Linked DNA regions of Columba livia: region 2 is linked to region 1. Evidence: chromatin contacts called from public Hi-C data. All regions are on one chromosome and are shown on one strand. Each heading gives the region's core, a stretch centred on a gene start, on an enhancer-like site or on the middle of the called end of the contact. The rest is flanking DNA. Distances are from core to core; before and after follow the strand shown.

Evidence for each region. Hi-C and Micro-C count contacts between places; a contact is called where the count stands out from the background.
Region 2: a contact with region 1 is called in a Hi-C map of liver, with 2.5 times the contacts expected there. The contact joins the enhancer-like site here to the promoter of KMT5A in region 1. A contact is called at or near these places in 2 of 2 Hi-C or Micro-C datasets (crop and liver).

Annotation. Positions count from the first base shown.
Region 1 is chr17:3,808,148-3,814,732 of bColLiv1.pat.W.v2, forward strand. KMT5A (lysine methyltransferase 5A) reads right to left here and starts at 3,531. Exons shown (of 8, transcript XM_065033437.1): 1 at 2,904-3,531; 2 at 2,548-2,588; 3 at 192-348. The coding sequence starts at 3,393.
Region 2 is chr17:3,883,867-3,890,451 of bColLiv1.pat.W.v2, forward strand. MPHOSPH9 (M-phase phosphoprotein 9) reads left to right here. Exons shown (of 23, transcript XM_065033428.1): 4 at 761-1,281; 5 at 2,375-2,498; 6 at 4,445-4,535; 7 at 5,809-5,915; 8 at 6,338-6,463. Among named protein-coding and RNA genes, the nearest start is that of MTRFR, 10 kb to the left of the region's middle. Within about 2 kb of position 3,460, at least 1 of the 3 cell types and tissues checked has an H3K27ac peak away from gene starts, as active enhancers do.

The DNA.
Region 1 (6,585 bases), core at 2,281-4,780:
TGACCTAAGTTTTGAAAAGGATAAGGACACCTGCATCTTTATAGAGTCCCAGTTTGCCAACAGAGTTGTAGCACTGGGAAAGCAACCGGGCTGGGGAGCTGCCTGGCCCTTGTGACTGTGCAATTAAGTTCTCAAATTGAGGGTAGGGGGAGCACATTTAATGAGGCAAGCAATCCAAAAATCAATCTTACCATCTCCTTTCCTGTAGGTTTTGCTTAGTGTTTTGCCCTGACATTTCACCTCGTGATACATGACAGAGTTTTCCTCTTGAAGCGGGGGGCGAGCACCAGGAGTTTTGTTAGGATTCAGGTAGCTGTAGATTTTGGATTGACCAATAAACACATTCTCCTAAAACAGACCCATACAAAAATCAGTTCAGAGATGCCAGGTACATGAAGTTGGTATCCACAACACACTACAAAGACCAGGGCTGACAGCTGACTGCACTATTGCAAATTACACTGCTTTAATGCATCATCCTTAATGCTGTTGCTATTTCTACTAAGTGAAAACATAACGGTGGTAAGCACTCAGAGAACTTACTCATGCAAACTCCCAGCCCAAGAGGACTTTCCTATGAAGTGTGGCAGGATGGAGCAGTCATAATTAACTTCAGCTTCCACTCTGTGCTTCACAGTATGAACTCTGGTGCTAAAAAAACCCTCAGTAGCCCTGTGCGCCTTGGAAGGAAGGCGGCCTCAAAGAGCGCAAGCCAAAAAAAATACAAATAAGAGAGCAAAAATTGCCCAAGCCTGGAACATACCTCTTATAGCCAGAGAGGTATGAGCTTACTCGAACACTCTTACGAGGTGTCAAATGTTACTGCAGTTAATTATATGCTCTACTGAGCAACACAGAAGACAGAAATCAGTTTTACAGTCTACCTTGAGTGACAACTCTCAATGAAGCCTAGGAGATAAACAATGCTATCCTTTTATCCATTAGATTTCACAAAATAAAGTGTAAATTTGCTCATGGCAAATGAAACATTAAAGAGTTTACACAAAATATTCATGCCCAGCCAGGAAAACGGCAAAACCCTCCAGCATGGTCAAGCACCACAGAGGCCAGGGTTTGTACACTGGCTTGGCCTCAAAGAACATCAACAGTGAGCAGTATAAAATTTAGCAAAGCTTAGTGGAGTCGTGCCACCTTTGCTTTTGCAGTCTCCTGCCCCCTCGCCAAGTTTGACTCTGCAGCATATGTAGGGCACACAGATTTCAGCTGTGGAATCTCAGTGTCTGGACAGGCAGATGCAACGTGGCCAGAATGAGTTTGTCTTGGCTATATTTTGACTCAACTAGAACCAATTTCCAGACACTGCAAGCCAGTTAAAACAACAAAAACATGCATCCATTTTTTTTCAGAAAAGCACGTAAAGGCTCCCATTAGTTAAAAAAAAAGCTCAAATATAGCTGACTAAACAAATACTCCAGCATATGTAGTCACACAAAAACTAAAAAAGTAAACAAAGCACATAATAGAACACATAGGGTAACTTAAATAATTAGCATAATAAGTAACAAACTTAATGCATACATAATTCACACATAAAATACGACCAGTTAAAGGCTCAAATCTCAGTACACAAATCAACTTCACTAAATATTAAGATTACAGTAGAACAGTCAGAAAAAGCAAGTCAGACACTCCCTGACCCCCAATGTTTCTGAAAGGCCTATGAAAGACAAAACTTGCTTATTTAAAAAAAAACTGGGGCTTTTGAGGATAAAACGCTACGAAAGCACTCCATTTTAACAATTACCAGCAGCAAACCCTGTGCTGCAAAGTTCTCAAGATTTAGCGAGGAGTTTAAATATGGGCATTTCCGGAGAAAGCCAAAAGCAGTGAACTGCAGCAGTCCACCTGCCAGCAAAGCTTTCTGGCTTTGAATACACCATTAACATGAAACGAACGACTATTTCTCCAGCGTATCTCCCTCCCCTCATTCCCAGCTCCCTGCCTGCTGCGCTCTTGGCGCTACCGAGACGTGGCTGCCACGTCTTTGTCTGTGCCAGGCTTGAGACCCTGGAGAGCAGAGATTTTCTCAGCACAACGGAGCACATGAAGGGCTGGCGGAGAGCTCTGGGATTTGATGCAATAGCCACAATTATTTCCATGGGAGGCTAAATGCAAAGTGACAAACAAGCTCCTGCCAGCTGCCTGTAACAGAACTGCAGGACGGGAAGGTGGCACGGAGGGATTACTGAGCCTGGGCCTGGCTGCTCGCTGACAGCCCCGGCAGCGCCCCGCGCTTGCAGGGCAGCTGAAGGAGGTCACCGGAAAACACGGAAAGTGTGCCATTCCACTTAAAGTTAACCGATTGCTGAATGATTGGAGGAACCCCAGAAGTCAAGCGCCCGGGGCCACGCGGCTCCCCGGGGCAGCCCGCACCCGGCCCGCTCGCACCGGGAGGAGGCGGAGGGCACAGAGGACCCCAGGGAGCCGCCCGCCCCGCTCTGCTCCACCCGCCCAGGCCCGGGCAGTGCTTACCCCGCCGGCCCGGGGGCGACCGGGGCCCTTCCTCTCGGCGCTCTCGGGGCTCACCTCCTCCGCGCCGCCCGCCCTGGCTTTGGGCATGTTCTTCCCTAGGAACAAGGGGGGAAGATCGGCGCCTGAGCCATGTCCGGCGCGGCCGCCCGCGGTCATCGCCCGGCCACCGCGGCCTGCGCCATGTTTAAAGGGCTGGATGCGGCAGGGCGAGCCGCGGCGGCCCAGCCCCTTCCCGGCGAGCTGCGCACACCGCGCGGGGGAGGAGTCCCGCCAGCCCCGGCGCCTCGCGTCTCCCGGGAGGAGCATCCGCGCCGCGGAGATGCCCCCGCGCCGCCCGGCCCCCGCCCTGCACTCGACGCGACAGCCGCCGCGCCCCGTCTCCGCTCCTCCCCGACGCCGCGCCCGCGCACCTTTAGCCATGACCGCTGCGGCGCAGCCCGGCGCCCTGGAGCCCCCCGCGGCCGGGCTGCCCCGACGGTCCCCGAGGAGCTCCCCCGCTGAAACCAACCGCTCCGCAGGGAGACACCGCGCTCCTCTCGGCAACCCCATTGGCTGAACCGCGTGCCAATAACCGCTTCCGCGCCTCTGATTGGCACACAGAGCCGCACCCCGCCCTCTCCCTGTCACACAGCGATGCTCGCAGCTCCCGGGAACAGAGTTTAAACGCGAGTTCCCCGAGCGCTGATTGGTCCGTGGGAAGAGCAACCGGCTTTTTGATTGGCGGTCCGGGAAGGAACGCCCTTCCGCGGCAGGGCTCGCCACGTGGGTAGGACGCCGCGCTGGGAGCGGGTCCCGCCGGACCGTCCGTGCCGCTCCATCCCACGGAGCGGCGGCGGGCGCCGGGGGCGCTGACATGTACCCCCCCGTGCTGTCCGCTCCGCTCCTGCGGGGCAGCGGCATCGCCCAGTGCGGCCCCGTCAACACCTCATGCACCTCTTCGCAGAGCACGTGGATCTCTTCTCCTGCCTTGGGCGCGCACAGCGCCCGCCACCTCCCAGCGAGGATCCGGGGGGCCCTTAATTCCGTCGGGATCGTAAAACTCTGCGAAATTATCAGACCGCTTTATGCAATGTCTCGCTTAAATCTGAAAATTATATCAAAGGCCATTAATTCCATCCTCTTCAAAGCTTGCCTGGAGAACAGTATTGCATCAAACCCCTGATTCCCTAACAAGCATGGCTAAAACACAGCAAAAACACAGAAGGGCTTCAACAGCCCCATGTCAGGCCTGGTGCATACACTGCGAAATCAGGAAAGTACCATTGCAAAGAGTAAAGTGGCAACAAGGCACGACGACACACAGATCAAGGCATACTGTGTGTTTCTCCTTGGTAAGTAAAGGTCATAATGGACAATAGGAGATTACCGCACAGGATCTCTTTGGTGCTCCATGTTAAGAGGAACAATTATATTGAGTAACGAGGTATGGCTAGTCTTTCTTTTTATCTTTTAAGACCCACCTAACAACAGCCACCTGTGCCTGCTGGGGATATGGGTCTGTAGGACGTCAGCTGACCCCAAGTGTCATTGTCACAGGGGTGGATTCCCACCCAGGGCTTATCTGCAGCCACAGGCGGCTGCTTGTCCCTTGGGCATCCCCACAGCGGCATGATCAGCCAGTTCTGGAGGGTGAAACAACTGAAAACCAGGATTTTCCTTAAGAACAGCAGAGAAGAAAACAAACAAACAAAAATCATTTAAAAACCCATCCACAAAACCACATACACACGCAAACAAACCAACCAACCAACCAACAGGGAGTGGCTGCAGAGGAGACACGGGAAGGCAGCAGGTGTTTCAGCCCACCCTCGCCTCATTTTGTGATTGCTCTCCATGCAAACGGGCACTTCAAGAAAAGGCAAAAGAATCCCAGCTCTGCATCATCACAATTTCTTCATCTTCACTAACATATATTTCACAGAAAGGTGACCAAAATGCTCTGGGTGTTGTTTTGTTAACACCAGCGGACAGGAGGCTGCATCATCCTGATAATCTCTGCTGCCGAAGCAGGTAGGCCAAGCTCTCCAGAAGAGCACCGGAGCCCTTGTTCTGATTTTTCCACCCTAATTCACACTCTTCTTTTCACACAGCTAGGATGGGACTGGAAAAAATTCTTTATAAATTACTAATGATACTTTCCTTCTTGCAGTCATTAAGGAACACTGTTCCTAATTGTCATGGGAAAGCTCTGGGAACACCTTTACTGTGGTTTTGCTCTGCTTTTGTGGGTTGGATATTTTTAATATTAATTTTATATATTATACAAAGCAACCAAGTTTACATTGAAGCTGTGCCACTAGAGGGCAAAGCAAGCTAAGTAATTATCTTCCCTTGAGCAACAAAGAAAACAATGTCACCTCTAACTAGGTCCTGCTCCCAGCACGGGCGGATCGCACGGGGAATACACAAACCAGGCTGTTTTTACCCCTTAGCGCTTCAGGGAGTTATCACCAAAAAGCAAGTACTGAGGAGAAGGAAAAATGTTATCAAGAGATAAGGCTACAGCCCAAAAGAGGGCACATCCATGTGCAATCGCCCGTCACCATGACTGAGGACAGCAGCACATGGGAAAGCGCCAGCCAGGGCGATACTGGGGAGGGAGCAGCACGACTCCCACCAGCACCAGCCGTAAAACCCAGTGACCTAAATATTTATTATCTCCAGTAGTAGTGTAAGGGCAGTCCCTGAGAGCACTGCTTTAACACTGAGACCTGAAAGCCTTTTGTGGGGGAAGAAAAACACACAAGCAAAATGTTGGATTTGCTCAGAAAGGAAAGAAAATCTTCAGAGTAAATACTTTCAGTCTAAATTAACACTCGAGTCAATTTTAAAAAGTATCTTATTTTTTAGGACTGGTTACCTTTGAATTTAAAAGTTCCATTTCTTTCAAATATACCAACAAGGCATTCTTGTTAAGTATTTCTACCTTGGAGCAAGTTCTCAATGTAGTTCTCACACAGCAAGTAAATAAGTGTCACAATGTTTGCACAAACTCCTTATTCACAAGATGAAATCCTGACAATTTGTGCCTCAGCCACTGCACTTCTCCATGAGAAAGCATGTAGAAACGATGCCCTAAGGGTAACTGTTGAGTGGTACATTAAGCAACCTTATTTTATAAAGACATTTAGTAAAATGCCAGTAGGTGCTAGCTACATTTCATAGATTATAATATTACATTCAGAATAGTATCTACCAATAATAAAGGGGCATGTCTGACAAAAATTGCATTGAGATCTGCAAGTTACACGCAAAATCCCAGGGAAACTGCATCCTGCAGATAATACTGCCTGTGCTCTATCACCCCAATAAGAAGCATAATGGTCACCAGTGGGGTTACTCACCTCTCTTTTCAATTCAAGACATCAAAAAGGTCACTTTCGCGATTGTAGGAAGCTGCTTAGATGAATTGAACGTTGGACACCCCGCACATGAGCTGTGCTTCATCGTGCCTTTATTTGAAGTGTGTGGAGGGCAATAATCAAGATATTAGCTGCCAGCTAAATTGTTCTTCTTGTCTCTGGCCAGACTTCTGTCATCCTTTTTCTCCATTTAGTGTCTGAAGCGTTGCTGATTAATCCGAATTACTTAAGTCAGTTTAATTAACATTGCTTTGTCTTTAAATAGCTTAGCCTAAATCTGTCTAATCCTTCATTGGTTATTTTAATCCTTGTTAAGTTTGTCTTAACAATCAGTGAACTTGTATAAAGTTGAATGAGCGGTATCGAGCATTTTAAGCAGATTTCATGACTGCCCAAACTTTATCTACATCTGCTTGAATTTTATGTTAAAAATTCTTTTAAATGTTCCTCTTTTTACACAGCTGGGAAAGCGTTCTAATGGAAGACCATATTCTTGCAAAAATCTGTCAGAGGGTGTTAATGGCTAAAAAGATCTCTCCAGATGTTAAACTAGCATAGTCGTCATCAGGTTTTCAAACATGTTAGCTCTCTGCAGCAGAAAATTTCACTTTGGCAGCTTGTGGAATATTTAAGAGGAGAAACTCATGTGCCAGCCCATCCCCACAGGCGTGTCCTTCCCAGACCGTTCAGCAGGGATGTCCCCAGCACAGCATCGCTGTCACTCCTCATT
Region 2 (6,585 bases), core at 2,210-4,709, 76 kb after region 1:
CACTACCTGAAGTCTTTTTGTAGCCCTTGCCAAAAGCGTTTGTTGTTTCTCAGAGCTGTTTGCCAGGCACAACTGTAAACCTTCTAAAAAAATATTACCCATGGAACATACTGAAAGAACTCTTTGCAGACATTGTACAGTAAGGAGTAACCTGTTTAATCTGGTGATCTTGTTACGGGTTTGCTCCTCTCTATCAGATACCAAAACAAGCAAAATGTAGATCTTTGTATTATATGAACTGCCTAATAACATATTATCTAAATCAGATATCTTAAAGTCAAGTTTTACGCAAATAATCTTACAGAGGTACATTATTCCTATTAGTGTAATAGATATGGTTTATACTTCCATTAAAGCATCCTTGCAATCTTTAAAAAATGTATTTCCAAGTAATAAGTTTTTTTAGGCTTAACTTTAGCAAAATACTTTTGTCCACTTCTGATACACACATCGCTTGTTGATAGTTCTTTACCTGGCTGGTAGGTAACTATGGTTCTGAAGGCACGTAGTGAATACATGCATGCGTGATTTTTTACATTAATAAGTGAGTACTGAGACTTGTAATTCACTGCATGGAGTTCAGAATTGTTACCATGCACATTTTACTGTTAGAGTATGTCTACTTTATGCATGAGGTGTCTACACATTGAAAAATATGAGTTATTTGGAATTCTCTCACTCATAACATGAAGATGCATAAAAAAATAGATGTGATTTGTGGCATGATCTCATAGGAATGTTGCCTTTTGTTTTCCTGTAGCTGATTCAGGATGAGATAAGGCAGTTGGTGAAATTACAGACCAGCAACTGGGGTGCCAGCAAGAGCAGAAGTTTGCCTGTCAAGCTTCCAGACAATTTCTCATCACTAGAGAGCAAAATGGGGATGCGTTCTGAAGTCTTTGAAGAAAACGAGTGCATTGTCAATCAACTTAGATCAAATGAGGCGGAAAGTCAGCCAAATGCATCTGGTCTACATCAGGAATGTCTTGGAAATGATGCTTCAGTGAATAGCGGGCACGGTGCATGTTCTGCCTCCCAACTGAACCCTGGCACATCGAACAACGTTATCCAGTGCACAGACTGCATGGAGAAAACTTCCCAAGGGCAGGGTGATGCAGCAGTATTGCAGAGTGACGCAGCGGTAGCCGGTGTTCAAAAGAAAAGAGAACTTCACCCCCCAAAAAAAGAGGAAAAATTTTTGTCGGGAAGGAGTGATATTTTAGTTTTTCCTGCTGAATCTGAACATAAAGTTGATGAGGCTCAATGTGGAAAGAAACCCAGGTAAGTGATCAACTTCCCAAATATGTTAATTTATTGTAGATGATCCCCATTCAGTAAATAGCTGATGGTAACTGGAAACATGAAAGAATTGCATAGAATTTCTTGATTGTAAACAAAAAAAATACTATGCTTCTTGGTAGAGAAAGTTATTTGTTTAGCCTAACATTTCTGTGTGATGCATATTTGCATCTGCAGTGTTGATCTCTTGTAGATATGTTGGGGGGGAGAATGTGAAGTCTGCTTTGTACTGCAAATTTTAGCTAAGATCCAGTTTGCATAGTGTTTGTCTGTGCACCAGAATTGTAAGTGTTGATTTTCAGTTTGTTACGACTGACACTTTGCTGTTGTGCACAACCAGTCTTTTTTGCTGCCTTATATGCATGCATTACAGTAATAAATTGTATCAGAGAACAGCCACATGTTTGAAGTTTTTTGTTGTGTGGTGTTTTTTTGGGGGTTGATCTTTTTTTGTTGTTGTTTCGCTCTATTCAATAGGTGGGTGGATCTACCAAAGGTTTTTTTGAAAGGCTGGCCAGCTCATTTGGTAACAGCACTGCCCAAGGACTGCTGTAGTTGCACAGAATTTAACAATGGACTTTACCCTCCCTGTCAGATTGGGCTGTAGTGGCGGCGGCTCCACGTGCTCACGAGCCGTATCAGAGCCCTTGTGGGCAGCGAGTTGCCTGCGAGTCCCTGATAGGAGTTTGCGGAGATAAAAACTTTCCCTCTTTTGTAAAAACAGAGAGTCGTGAAAATGAACTTGCATCTTGCTAGTATGTAATAAAACACAGAACCGGCTTTCTTTAGAGAAATTAGTTTGGAAATGTGTTATCTTGGCATATAGGGTAGATCAGAACCCCATTGATACATTCCCTTCTGGCTTTTTTTCCACTGTTTTGGTTCATGTTGCAGTGCCATGAAGGGAGTAGCTGCAGTTCATGGACTTCCAGGGAAACTTAGAGCTAGAGAAGCTCAATTCAAGAGTGTGTTTCAGCTTGAAAAACCTTTCTAAGACAGCTTTTGAAATCATTCGTGTCTCCACTGAAAAGGGCTCATGTACTTAGGGTGTACGTGTGTGTTTCTTACCATCTAGTAAATCTTTAACATCATGGGCACAAAAGTTGAGACAAAACCAACCAAAAAGAATAAACGCTGAAGAAGTATGTGTGAACTCTATGCATGAAAATGAGCAAGCAAAGAAATTACCCCTTGAGAATGTAAGTATCTTTTTATTTTATGATGTTTTTCTAATTTTATTCTTGTCACTGGTATTTTTTCAGTGTTCAGCACGTGCCTTCATACTTAGCTTTAAGCATTTGAGTAGTGGGGTTCCTATTTATATGTTTGAAGTTAATATGGTCAGAGTTTACTTCTTGGATCATTCTATACTTCCTCACATGGCTATTTTGGCTTGTTGTATTTGTTGCCTCATTTTTGCCTTAATTTACCTAAATGGCAAATGTTCATTCTTTATAGAAATAATAATCACATTCTCAATTAAAGCTTCGGGTCATGCTAATTTATTGTGCCATATAATTTTTGGAAGGAGCTTTGATTTCAGCTGGTAATGTCCCTTTTGGCACACACAACTGTTTGTGGAGGCATTGGCCACCTTGTTCAGGACAGACAGTGTTCTTCCACATTGGGATTTTTAAATCCAAGCTTTTTTTTTTTTTGGTATTGTTTTTATCAGAATAATACATTCTTTTCTGCCTGTGTATAACTATGATTTGGCCAAATTGAACTGCTCCAAGCACAGCTACAGCACTAGTTGCTGAAAGTATCCAACCCCCCCAGCAGACATTTAGGAAATGAACCAGCTCTTTAGAAGCATTTGTAGTAATGCCTATTGCTGTAGTAACTGTCACAAACCTCTCTCCTTATGCTGTTTTTAAGGAAATAACTCCGGCAACTCTGTGAATGACTCCACCTACAAGAGGATAGGAGAATTAGCAAATATGAGTCACTTGATTCAAGGCAGGGTCTGTTTTCTTCCCCGTGGTCACGTTGAGGGTGATCCAGAAAGGGTAGGAGCAGCGGCTTGGGCTCGCTGGCTCTTCTGTTGTCAGCTGTTACTCTAAGGGGATATTTCAAACCAGGAGTCAAATTTATCTGCTGTGGATTGTTGCTTTTCTCTCTCAGCTTTTGAAAATACCTTTATCTTTCTATTCCTTTGTAAGAATTCAGTTGATACCCCTTCATTTTCCTTTCTTCCTCCTTAGGCAAAGGAGAATACCTAAATAAAAACATTAAGAGGGACAGAATAGCCTTGAGGTGAGATGGTACTTCATGCAACAGCTTCAAAAGCTTCAGTTCTAAATTCTTTTTTTCTTTGTGTTGACTCAATGGTTCCTTTCCTGTTGTAGTCTTCGGTTGTATAAGCTGTGTAAATTTGCCATGTACATGACTCTTAAGCTGCTGTGTTGGAACAAAAAGCCCTATGTACAGTAGAAAAGAGCAATGTGAGATGAGAATTTCAAGCCAGCTGCCATTACTCAGTTCTTGTATCACTGTGTTACATCAATGACGCTTCTTCCTTTGATTAAGAACAGGAGAGTTGTAGCAAATTTTTAATCCTGTGAAATTTGTTTGGCATGTGTTAGTTCCACCCTTTTCAAAGTTTCTGTGATTAGCTGCAGAGGTTGCTTAGGAAGTCTGGAGTGCGGAGAAGCAGGGTGTGTAGTATCTTGTCTGTCGGAAATGACAGACACTGTTTACCTCCCAATTTGTGGTAGGTGGAGTCATAACAGCTGAATATAAGAAATTCCAATCCTAAGATGAGGGAAGAGTAACCTTTTTTTGGTAGATCATCCCGTTATGTACTTGCATCTCTTAAGGAGCAAGAAAGTTTAGACGGCTGTCCAGAATGCGTGTTTTTTAACAGTTAATCTCAAAAATGCTCCACAGACAGGCAGACGACTTGGAAAATATCAGTGTCTTTAAATTGTGTGGCTTAGCTTATTTTACCTTTTGACTGTGATTGCCCTCAATATAAATTGTATATGTTTGAATCATGCTGTATAATGAAGTTTAATCTCTTTGCTTTAAAAGACTAATAACATTTACATGCAATATTTTAAAAAATGGTACCCTTTTTGAAAAATTCTTTTCCTTCCTTGTCTTGCAATTTTCCTCATTAATTGTTTTTCCTTTGTTGTTTTAGACAAACCATAGCGGTGCTGCTTTGCCACCTTACACTTTTTACCTCAACCAGCCTAATGAAAGTCCGAATTCCTTAGTGTCTGAAGCTTCAGGTATAGTTAATTTCCTGCACTTAGATTTCTTTTCCTCTTGAATTCTCATTTTTTAACTTTCTTGCTACAATGCAGCTCCAACAACTTTGAGGAGCTGAGGAGGGTTTGATCACTGACTAGCTATTAAACTTTTGCTATGGCACAATTCTGCTTTTCTTGCTTCTGCATTTCGAGCTGATAGGAGCTCCCATGTGTCACTGCTGGCAGATATAGGACATGCAGCGATTTCTTTCTTCAAATTTCTCAATATTTCAAAGCTGAGCTTTATGTTTAAAGCGCTTTCAATAATGTAATTGTTACTAAAGTCATGGTGGGGTACCAAGCAACCTTTCAAATATTAGTATCGCTGCTCTAGTAGTGGCAGGAGTGCATGGTGACGGGGTTAGAAATTTTGTAGGGCAAAGGGAGGATTCGGTGATTGTGTGAATAAACAAGAACAAAACAATGCAGTGTGTGTGATTCTTTAATCGGGGTGAGGGGTGTTGCTTTTTTGTGGTTTAGTTTTGCTTTTGAGGGGTAGTTGTGGTGGGTTTGGGGGGTTTGCCGTTTGGGTTTTTTGTGTGTCTGTGATGTGTGTGTGTTTTTTGGTGTGTTTTTCTTGTTGTTGTCGCGGTGTTTTGTTTTTGTGAAAGCCAAACAACTAATTCACACATTTTGACCGTAACAGGGTGGATTCATTTTGATAACAAACAGGGGCACAGAGATGCAGCCCTGCAAACTGTGTATATTTATTGCTTCTTCACAACCCATTGAGAGGGACACGTATAAGAAATTGCCACGGGGTTGAGCCTGTATCTGTCCCTCTCGTGCCGTCCCTTGGTCCCGGTAGTCTGCTTTTTGCATGTTGTAGAGCGCTGTTGAGAACCAAACTGAAGAGTTTGTGATACCGAGTGGCTGTGGAGGATTATTCCTTGGATAACACAAGCTTTAAGCGTTGTACTGGAATCAGTAGGAATATGAAAGTTTGTGGTAAATGAGGATTTGTTCTTTGCACACAAAAGAGTAAATCTCTGTGTTTTCACTGATTTAGAGCTTTCGTTACTGATGCCGTGGGATGTGATACTGATCATGAGGCCTGTGCTTTGCATTGAGATTTTTTGTAACTCGTAACAAATGCTTGAGTGAGATTATTAAGCAATAGATGCAAATAACTAATACAGCATTCTTGTAAACTTACAAAGTAAAATCTTGCTAATGGGCTTTGGGATTCCTGTTCTATAGCCATTACCTTGAAATCTGTAATGTTTTTTCTTTAATTGTTTCTTCTTATCAGGGCTTTCATACTGGAAGTTAGATGAAAAGGAGATGTATCACTCTTTACCAGAGAATTTCAGAAGTGAGTTTGCTGATGTTTTCTCCACAAAAGTATCACCAGATCAGGTAAACTCTGCACGTGTTTTAAAAGTTGTCTTACAGTTGCTTCTCATCTTTCCTTTTTTCTGCAATGGAAAGATGTGAACTTCTCCTTGCGAGCTCTTTCATTAGCTCGGTCTCTCATATTCTGTTTTTTTGTTATTCATTTACCCTCACTAAAGTAGCCTGGAATTTATTAACCACTTTTTGTCATTTGAAAGAAATCCGTGTATGGAAGGTAAAAAGAAACCGACTAGTATATTAAAGGTGGATGTGCCTCATTAAAGACCCTTTTAAAAATTGTTTGCGTTGAATAAAGCTGCCTTTAAAAACTACTAAATTAAGTTCTAACTGATTTATTAGCTAAACTCACCTACAACTTGTTTATCTATATTGGAGGTGGAGGATTGTGTTCATATCAACTAATGTAGCAATTTTTCCTGTTGAAGTTATCTTCTGCTGACGAAACAAAGCTCTCGTCATTGAAGGATATTTATCATAAAAGACAAAGGGAGAATAAGCAGCTGCCAGACCAGAATTTTATGCCTTCTTCCCAGTGCAGTCACCCACCAGAGGTAACAGTCATTTCTGTATGTCTGGGTTTGAGGATGCGATGGGTTACAGGCTGGTTTCACATTCACTGGCTCCTGCTGCCACCTCCAGCATGATGCTGGGACAGCAATTTGTGCAGCCGTGT